Regions from separate parts of the Mus musculus genome. Here region 1 is linked to region 2. The links are chromatin contacts, called in public ChIA-PET maps. All regions are on one chromosome and are shown on one strand. The core of a region is the stretch at or near the end of the contact, and the rest is flanking DNA. Distances in the headings are between cores, read along the strand shown. Region 1 overlaps Lrig2 (leucine-rich repeats and immunoglobulin-like domains 2). Region 2 overlaps Gm34548 (a long non-coding RNA gene).

The links. ChIA-PET counts read pairs in DNA pulled down with a chosen protein or histone mark.
Region 1: a contact with region 2 is called in an RNA polymerase II ChIA-PET map of memory CD8 T cells, with 14 read pairs. The contact joins two enhancer-like sites. A contact is called at or near these places in 3 of 15 datasets of contacts at CTCF or cohesin (the NIH/3T3 cell line, large pre-B cells and pro-B cells), 17 of 484 Hi-C or Micro-C datasets (the C10 cell line, the C2C12 cell line, DN3 thymocytes and 13 more), 13 of 115 datasets of contacts at active chromatin or transcription factors (DN3 thymocytes, cardiomyocytes, embryonic stem cells and 7 more) and 2 of 9 other capture datasets (adipose tissue and liver).

The regions. Positions count from the first base shown.
Region 1 is chr3:104,464,953-104,469,909 of GRCm38.p6, forward strand. It overlaps Lrig2 (leucine-rich repeats and immunoglobulin-like domains 2), which reads right to left. Exons shown (of 18, transcript NM_001025067.2): 12 at 3,533-3,696; 13 at 2,091-2,411; 14 at 535-816. Among named protein-coding and RNA genes, the nearest start is that of Lrig2, 44 kb to the right of the region's middle. Within about 2 kb of position 1,354, at least 11 of the 459 cell types and tissues checked have an H3K27ac peak or open chromatin away from gene starts, as enhancers often do. A contact at or near this core is called in memory CD8 T cells, where this site is marked.
Region 2 is chr3:104,673,605-104,678,151 of GRCm38.p6, forward strand. It overlaps Gm34548 (a long non-coding RNA gene), which reads right to left. Exons shown (of 4, transcript XR_867542.1): 4 at 3,947-4,084. Among named protein-coding and RNA genes, the nearest start is that of Gm34548, 4.8 kb to the right of the region's middle. Within about 2 kb of position 1,742, at least 184 of the 459 cell types and tissues checked have an H3K27ac peak or open chromatin away from gene starts, as enhancers often do. A contact at or near this core is called in memory CD8 T cells, where this site is marked.

The DNA of each region.
Region 1 (4,957 bases), core at 104-2,603, 210 kb before region 2:
ACTCTGATGTCTAAGAAAACAGAGACCTGGACAGCATAATTTGCCTTGGGTTGAGTTACATAAAGAACCATGTTTTAACTAAGAATAACAAGGCACACAGTTATAATCCCAGCACTTAGAAAACACATATGAATTAAAATGTTACAGGGGAAACTTAAAAGAATAAGGGATCCGGAGCTTGTTATAAAGATCTATGCCCTGGGAATGTTCTAAGATGTATGTCACTTAACCCACTAACACCTTCAGCTGACATACCCTGACTAAAGTACAAAAATAAGAACAACAACATAAGCCTGATGGTGGTGGCACAAGACTTAATCCCAGTACTTGGGAGGCAGATGTAGGCGGGTCTTTGAGTTCAGGGCCAGCCTGATCTACAGAGTGAGTTCTAGGACAGCTGAGGCTACGCAGAGAAACCCTGACTTGGAAGGAAAAAAAATAACCAAAACCTCCAAATTGTTTTTCTTGCCTTTCTAAGCCATGCATAGGTCTCAGAGGCTCCAGTAAACAGCAGTCCTAACAAAGAAAGCATACCTAACACTGTGAGTGAGGCGTTTGCTGAGAGGCCTCCTGCTATATTCTGTGCCATGCAGCTATAGATTCCCATATCTTCTATCTTCACATTGGCAATGAAGAAGACATCATCCTCAGGCATGACATGCATGCGTCTTTCTCGGGCTGCAGGAAAATCAGTGCCACCATCCTTCTGCCAGGAAATCTGAGGTGTAGGGTGCCCCTCTGCAGCACATTCTAATCTTGCCATGGCACCAGTGCGAATAGTTAGATCCATTGGAGTTTTCAAAAAAGACGGCATCTCTGTTCCAAAAACAGTACAGAGAAAGTAGGCAAAAGGAAAACACACATGGACACAAATCTAGCAGGCAGAATTCTGATGTAAAATGCACTATTTCTTTGAGAAACCATATTCTCTGAACTGACAACACAGCGTTGGCAACAGTCTTTCCTACCAGCCCATCAGTATGTGCAGAAAAGTAATACTTCTAGAATACAAGCCATACCCATTCACCATGCTGATGGAAAGAAGGAAATCAGAAAACCAAAAGCTTTTTTGAATGACAGTTTAGAATTCGGTGCTTATTATTCCTCTTTCACTTAGGACAATCAAGTGATGCTTCCCAATCTAACAAGAGCAGATGTTAATAGAACCCGTTTTTGTTTTGTTTCTTTAATTATGTTTTTTTTAAACCTGATTTAGGAAACATCAGAGTGGGTTGTACAGCTGAAGCGTTGTCTCAGTGGTTAAGAGCAGGTGTTGCTCTTGCGGGACTCAGGTCCAACTCCCAGCACCCACAGGGCAGCTTACAACTGTCTGATACTTCAGTCCTGGGAGATCCAATGCCCTCTGTAGGCCTTTGTGGGTACCAGGCATGCATGTGGTGCAAACATAAATGAAGGTAAACCACTAATACCCACAAAACAATAAGATAAAATCTTAAAAAAAGAAAACAGAGCTAGAAATGTTAAAAAAAAAAAAAGAAACACAGGCACAGGGCACACGTACATTGCTCTGCTGTAGCACAGGAGTTACTCAATCTCACAGTAACAGACAGACCAAGCTGCTTTAGAAAAGGTTTTACAACTACCAGGAGAGCTTTATTTTCAAAATGATTTTGGCTATATCCAGAGAGCTACAGACACGACTAGACCCAGAGATGTCCTAAACACCCTCAAGTGTAAACAGTATGAGAGAAAGGAAATCATACTTTTCTGAGAATTGTGGTTTTGGAAAGAAACTGAGACCACAAAAGACTGTCTTTTAACAAACAGAAAAGGAAGTCAAGTATCTCCTAGGGCAAAGGAGAATGCAGGCCAGTGGGCACAAGTGCACCCCTTCCATGTGCCACAGTCACGAGAAAGTAACACTAAGGGCTCCCTCCAAACCTGGGGTATGATCCAATTTTCTTGTCAATTTACATCTAAAATGATTTATAATTGAGACATAATTTAGATGTAAAAAATACTTCAAAGTACTTTTTCCCAACAGCATAGCCAGACAGGCATGGTGATTATTCTAGAAATACATTAAAAAAAAAAAAGCATTTTAAAAGTCCAGTAGCACAATTCCTTACCATTTACAGTCAATTTGGCTTTCTGAGAATAATTAGAACCAAAGTGATTAGTAACAATGCACTGGTATTTCCCTTCATCTGTGAAGTTCACACTGAAGAGGCGCAAGACACTAGTATATTCTAGAGCTTCTCCATCCTGCTGCCGATAACGAACAAAATTCTCAATATCCACATCATACAGGATCTCACTGTCCTTGCGCCATATGGTGGACATGGGTGAATCGCTGCTGCTCACTGCAGTGCACGTCAGTGTCACATTAACACCTCTTAATGCAATTGTGCTTTCAGGGTGTGTCCTTATCTGAGGCTTCAGAAAATCATCTAAAGGGAATAAATGCAACAGTGGCCAAGTCAGTTACATATTTTACCTCAAACCTGATTTTACAACAAAGACTGTAACACTGTAAACTTCTCTCTCTCTCTCTCTCTCTCTCTCTCTCTCTCCCTCCCTCCCTCCCTCCCTCTCTCTCTTTCTTTAAGATTTACTTATTTACTTAATGTATATGAGTACACTGTAGCAGTATACACCAGAAGAGGGCATCAGATCCCATTACAGATGGTTGTGAACCACCATGTGGTTGCTGGGAATTGAACTCAGGAAGAGCAGTCAGTGCTCTTACCCGCTGAGCCATCTCTCCAGCCATGTATGTTTCAGCCCCAGGAGCTATGTTAAGATTGAAGGAGATTCTAGAGCTGGAGTCTAATCTCTTGCTTAAAGCTGAGGAAGATGAACTCCAGAAGTCAAATAGCTTGCTCAAAGGCATCAGGCAGTGACAGAAGGTGTGCTAGAACTCAGGTTCTGGACCTCAGCACCTAGTGCTCTTCCACCATCCCTCAGGACTCTTCCATGTTTACTATGCATTACCAGTGGGTGATGGAGAGAAACCTTCTATAAGAATTTCAAGGTAAGTTCTAATGCTATCATGTCATATATATTTATGTCCTATAATGCTACATATATAAAATGTTTACAACTATTATCCTTTCTATATAATACAGAAAATGAGAATATAAACTTATTTTTTTTTCATGGAGAATACTAATAAATACATGACTTGAAAGTACTTTGTACATAGCTTCAACACTAAAATAGTGAAGAATACAAGCAGGATACATAAACACAAGTGAAAACTGGTTTAAGACTGCCTAGTGCACGATGAATTCATAAATAAAAACGCTATGGATTGAGAGAGGCTGCTACAGAAATTCTAAACCAGTATCTTCATTTAGTAACATTACTTTGTGCCTTAAAAAGTAATTGGAATAGTATAAAAAAAAAATAGTATGAGCCAGTGTGGTAGCACACATCATTACTCTCAGTACTTGAAGCAGACACAGGCAGATCAAAGTTCCAGGACAACCTGGTCTGTAATGTAATCCTCTTTATTTTGTTGTTACAATAGTTAAGAGAAAATTTTAAAATTTGAAACAGAAATACAAACCACAGACAAAATCTTTCAGGTCCACATTCAAGATGCTTTGCCCCGCTAACCATTCAGGATGTGCACAGCTTACATTCACAGAATGATGGAAATTGTTATCCACCAGCCACTGAAGTAACCACTTCAAATGACAATCGCAGAGCAAACTGCTTGTGTTCAGAACACTACAGAAGGAAAACAAAGAAAAGAACCTTTCATTTTAGCTTCATTATAGTTTTTGCAGGAAAATCCTGCTACACATATATGCATTTACTTATCAAAAATGTTCACCTAATTATAATAAAACAAACAGACCATTAGCCTTAATAAAGTCAGCATTATAAAAAAAATCATAAAGACTGAAGGACAAGAGAATTATTTTAAATTAAAGACAAGTAAAGAGCCACTGCGATGGAATGAAATGCATGCACGCATGTTCATTTGTTGTGGGAGGACTGTTTTGAGACAGTTACTATACTACCTAGTCTGGCCTCAAACTTGCAATCCCAGATATATACCATGACACCCACTGACAAACATGATTCTTGATTGGCCAAGGTTGGGGCAGGGGAGTGTCTAAACAGGGATATGGAGATATATATATATATATATATATATATATATATATATATATATATATATATATGGTGTATACACACACATATGTATGTTTTATTTGTTTGTTAGAGATAAAGTCTCATATATTCCAGGATAGCTTTGAGCTTATTGTGTGTGTAGTAAAGAATAACCTTAAATTTCTGGTCTTCTGCTTCCACCTCCCAAATACTGGTATGATGGGTGCCTAGTACCACATCTAATTTAACATGGTCCTGGGGACTGAATCTCTCAGGCATCCTAAAGAAGTACTCTACCAACTGACCTGCATCTCTAGCCAGGGTGATATTTCTGATATTGAAAAAACATGAAGATGGGCAATCTACTATGTAATTTTATAAATATTAATTTCATTGAGGATGAAAACGATAATGTAGCTATGCAAAAAAAGACCCTGTTTTTAGGAAATACAAACCACTCTGTAACAGATGGTTATGAGCCACCATGTGGGCATTGAGAACTGAACCTGAGTCCTCTGCAAAACCAACATCTGCTTTTAACTGCCTAGCTCACTCTCCACCCCCTTGATATCGCTGCACTTTTAAATGGTCTGAGAACAAAAGACTTGTAAATATGTGTAGAGAGTGCAAAGGTCAGAGTGAGAAAAGAAACGGGATTGGATACATTTGTCAAAGATTAATAACTGGTACATCCAGGTGAAAGGTTTTTAGATATTCACTACAATCCTCTATACTCCTGAAGTTTAAAATCTTGAAACATTGGGAACAAAAGCTAATCACAGATTTTGAAGCACTGAAAAATCTTTTTACTGTGGGAAGTGTATTTTACTTTCAAATTTCTTTATCAAAACTGAAAGCACTTCAGCCCTCT
Region 2 (4,547 bases), core at 492-2,991:
CTTCTCTTAGATTAGACATTCCCTCCTGCCTCAGTCTTGGGAGTGTTGAGAGTATAGGCATGTGACACCACACCTGGCTTACACTTATTCTCAAAGTTTTCTTTTCTGTCCGCTCTCTTCTTCAGAGTCTCAGTATGTTGCCTGGATGGCCTTCAAACCTCTGGGCTCTTGTTTCTACCTCCTGAGTGGCAGGGACTTGGGGTGTGCACCACCACACCCAGATTAATATTGACCTCTTATCACACTTGTGCAGGCAAATTATAGGTCTGCTGTCTGGAGCCCAGGCCAACTTGTTAGGAAGGAGAAAGGCTCAGACACCCCTAGGGTTGAAAGACAATAAAATTTTTGTTTTGTTTTGTTTTGTTTTTTATTTGTTTACAGTCTCCCCTTAGCCCAGGCAAACCTGGAACTAACTCTGTAGTTAGGCTGGTCTCAAACCCACATTGGTTCTACCTTACCCTCTCAAGTGCTGGGATTACTGGTGTGAGCCATCATCACCATGCCCTGACGGGCATGCCTTTACCTACCTTACTCCTAAATTTGCAAACACCTCAGGGTAGTTTTGCAGCTGGTGAAACTGGAGTTGTGTTGGGTTAAGTCACTCTTGCTTATCAATGTCACGTGACCATTTGTGCATAAGCTAAGAAAAATCTTTTTTCCAGTAGTGAGGCCTGAACCCTGTCGCCAGGGCCTCTTAAGCAAATGCTGTCACTGAGCTGTGTACCCTTAGCTCCCTGACCTGAAATCTCCACCCCTTCACGCCTGACATTCATGACTGCTTCCCGGTGACCTTGTGTCCTGGATCCCTGCTTCTTATAGTCCTTCTTTCCCCTAGAGGCAGGCTCAGAAAGCTGTTTTCCTCTTACTCTTGTCTCGGGTCATTTGGCTGAGGAATTGCAGCTGCCTGGGCGGGGCTGGATGGTAGAGGTGTCTGGATCCGCAGAGAGGAAGCGACTGGAGTTCTCAAGAGTCCTGGGTTCACACTGACCCTTCCTGGTGTTCCCTGGCCCATTGCAGTCCTCCTGGGCATTGCCTAGGCTCCCCGTGTTTCTGCTTGCTTACACCCAGTCCTCAGGATGTCCTCTTCCCTTGCTAGAGCCTCAGCCTACGAGCCCGAAGCTCACATCCTGGGGGTTAATTTCTACCAACTCTAATGCCTTCAAATCCCAGGCTGAGCCTTCAGGCCAGGGTACAGCCTGCAGAGCTGACTCATGTGAAGTAGCTATTGGGTGACAAAGGTGAGAGTGGGCAGAAGCCTCCAGCTGCCCCTCCCATCCCTCCCCCCCCCCCCCAATCTGGGCTCCAAGCCACTGTCCCACGCAGCTTTCAGGGGGAAATGTCCTGATCTAAACTAAGACCAGTGCTATTTCCTGGGTCACAAGATCTCCACTGTGCCCCCTGGACAAATCTCGGTGACACCGGGTGCTTGAGCTGCATGGCTGGACAGGCTCCAGGCTTTGATGCAGCTTCTGCTTGAGGCGTTTACCCCAGCAGCTTGGCCAAGCTAAAGCAACCATTCATCCTGACTGTTTCCAAATGGGGGACTTCCTCTGATGGGAAGATCGTCTGATTCTAATGGGGTCTACATCTTGCCTTAAGTGCTGCTCCTAGAAGACACTAGCGCCAGCCCCCTGGGAGTAGAAACTGTCTACTCCCTCCCACCTACACCTCTGGAGAAATCCACGCACCCACCCTCACACCCCAGTACTGCGGTCATTCCTAACACAACACACCCCAGTGACCGCAAACATCCTCCCTCCTACACACAGCTGGACCTGATCTACAGAGGCGTTAATTCCTCAGGACCTGAACAGCGGCTGTTCCAAGTCCAGGGAGACCTCACGCCGACCTTCAAGGAACAAGAGAGGGGCCCGTCGCTGGACACCCAGGATGGTCTCCGCCCACCCTCTTTCCCATCAAAGCCTTTTCTCCGACATAGCTCCGTAGAGACAGTTCAGGCCCTTACGTGGCAGTGTGCGGCGCCCTCGTGTGGCCCATAGCCACCCAGCACGCTGGCCCCCTGGACCTTAGCTTTACCTCGGCTCCCCTGGCACACCTAGGTGTCCCCTCCCCCATCCGCTCCCCCCAGCTGTCCCCACCGGATGTCAGAACTCCACCTATTCCTGTACGGTGGCTTCCTGTCGGTCAGACCAGGTTAACCTGCTCTTTCCATTAATAGGAGGCTTTGAGAGTCTGGAGCAGGAATCCTGCCACGCTTAGCAGATGCCCTGCTGAAGTGAATTTCCTCATGTGTCTGTCTCCCTGCCCACTCTGAAAGGGCTTCGTCTAGGAAGTGAAAGAAAGGAAAACAAAAACAAAATTACAAAACCAGAGTAAGTTCGCAAGAAAACCAGAGTCACCCATCATCAACTGGGCTTTGACAATTTATCCACCGGAGGGAATGCGAGCTGACTTTCAAGCGTTAAGATTTATGGGAGGCTATTGGTACTGGGCACATAGCTAAGGCAAAGATAAGTCAATCATGCTTAGTGGAGCCAAAACCAGGTTGTTTACCAACCTTCACTGATGATAGTGACGATGATGATGATGGCAAAAAGAGAAATAGCTGTAATTCCAAGTAAGCCAGTTTAGCTGTTATGAATAGGAAATCCCCTTTGGGCTAACCTGTACAAGCCCAGTTAACCTATCTTTGTGAGGTTTTTTTGTTTTTTGTTTGTTGGTTTGTTTGTTTTGTCTTTTTGTTTTTTGAGAAAGGGTTTCTCTGTATAGCCCTGGCTGTCCTGGAACTCACTTTGTATACCAGGCTGGCCTTGAACTCAGAAATCCGCCTGCCTCTGCCTCCCGAGTGCTGGGATTAAAGGCATGCGCCACCACGCCCGGCTTCTATGTGAGTTTTTGTTGTTTTTTTGTTTTTGTTTTTGTTTTTGAGATGGTCTCACGATGCAGCAGCCCTGGCCAGCTTGGAACTAACAGAGATCTACCTACCTTTACCTCCAGAGTTCTGGGATTTAAAGAGTGCCACCTTTTGATTGGCTGATTGATTATTTGATGCTGGGAACTGAACTCATATCAGAGTCTTAGTCACTCTTCTGCTGTTGGCATTGAACACCCCCCCCCCCACAGCACCCCCACCCACCCCCCACCCATCCACCCCCCACCCTGCTGCCTCAAGCAAATCTGCTTTTCATTTTGTTTCTACTTCTTCAGACCCCTTTTCTATAAGGCAAACTCCAGGATGTGTTGTTGTGACTCATGAACCACAAATAAAAGGCCTATGATTAAGTTTATTGATTTGTTAACGACTCTCCTCCATTTTAAGGCATAGCCTTATGCGGTTCAACTGGCCTGGGACCCTTGGTCCTCCAACCTCCGTGCAAAGGCTAGGATGACAAGTATCTGACACACTGGCCGGCTTTTGTTATTTTCTTTGCGAATTTGTTTCTGTCTTTATTTTTTGAGGCAGGATTTCTCTGTGGCCTTGGCTGTCCTGAAACTCACTACTATTTAAACCAAACTGGCCCTCTGACACTATGGTTAGCCTCATTTTTAATCATTTACTTAATTTGAGGGGGGGGATTCGAGATAGGGTTTCTCTGTGTATCCCTGGCTGTCCTGGAACTCACTCTGTAGTCCAGGCTGGTCTTAAACTCAGAGGGATTCACCTGCCTCTGCCTCCTGAGTACTGGGATCAAAGGTTTCTACCACTAACAACTGGCTTAATTTAATTTTTTTAAAAATTCCTTTAATTCCAGCCCAGGATATCCCTCACTGCATTGCTGCTCTGCTAGCACTGGTAAACTGAGATGACGTCAGTTATAAGATTATCAGCCAGATAAAGTGATGCACACCTTTAATCCCAGCACTAGGGAGTCAGAGGCAAGCAGATCTCTATGAGTTCGAGGCCAGCCTGGTCTACAGAGTGAGTTCCAGGACAGCCAGGGCTATATAGTGAGACCCTGTCTCAAAAACAAAACAAAACAAAACAAAACAAAACAAAACAAAACAACTATCAGGATGCCCCTGTACAACAATTTTAGTAGCATAGGCCTGCATCCCACTTACCTGCCCAAAGACCCCTCTCCTCACCTGAGATTCCACTAGAGAGACTCTAACTACAGCCAGGCTGTGGGAAGAGACGAATGTTAAGTTAGTAAAGACTCATAGAGGGCATGTAGGCCGGCCTCCCTTCTTCAGGGCAGCCTAGTTCAGCAGCTGGCCCAGTGACAGGGACTGGGCAGGGTTGACAGTAAGGGGAGCTGCCTGCCCTGGTGCAGTCTTCCTGGTGCCCACACAGCTCTGACTGTTTTCTACCACTTAGCTTCATCAGACAGAAGCTCTGCTGAGGCGCTCTAGACTGTGTCCAGACTGAGGAGGGTGCAAGCCCAGGCTTCAGGCCAACTCAGCAGGCCTAGGGCATGCATGCCCTTTGCCCTGGATCATGGGACATCTCTGGACAGTAGGATGACCCAAATCAACTGCCTAAAGACTTTGCCCCTGTAGACCAGCTGGTGTAATGAGCTCATACTGCACATGTTTAAGTGTCTGCGGAGGTGTTCCCAGACCAGCCCTGACCCAGAGCTGATCTT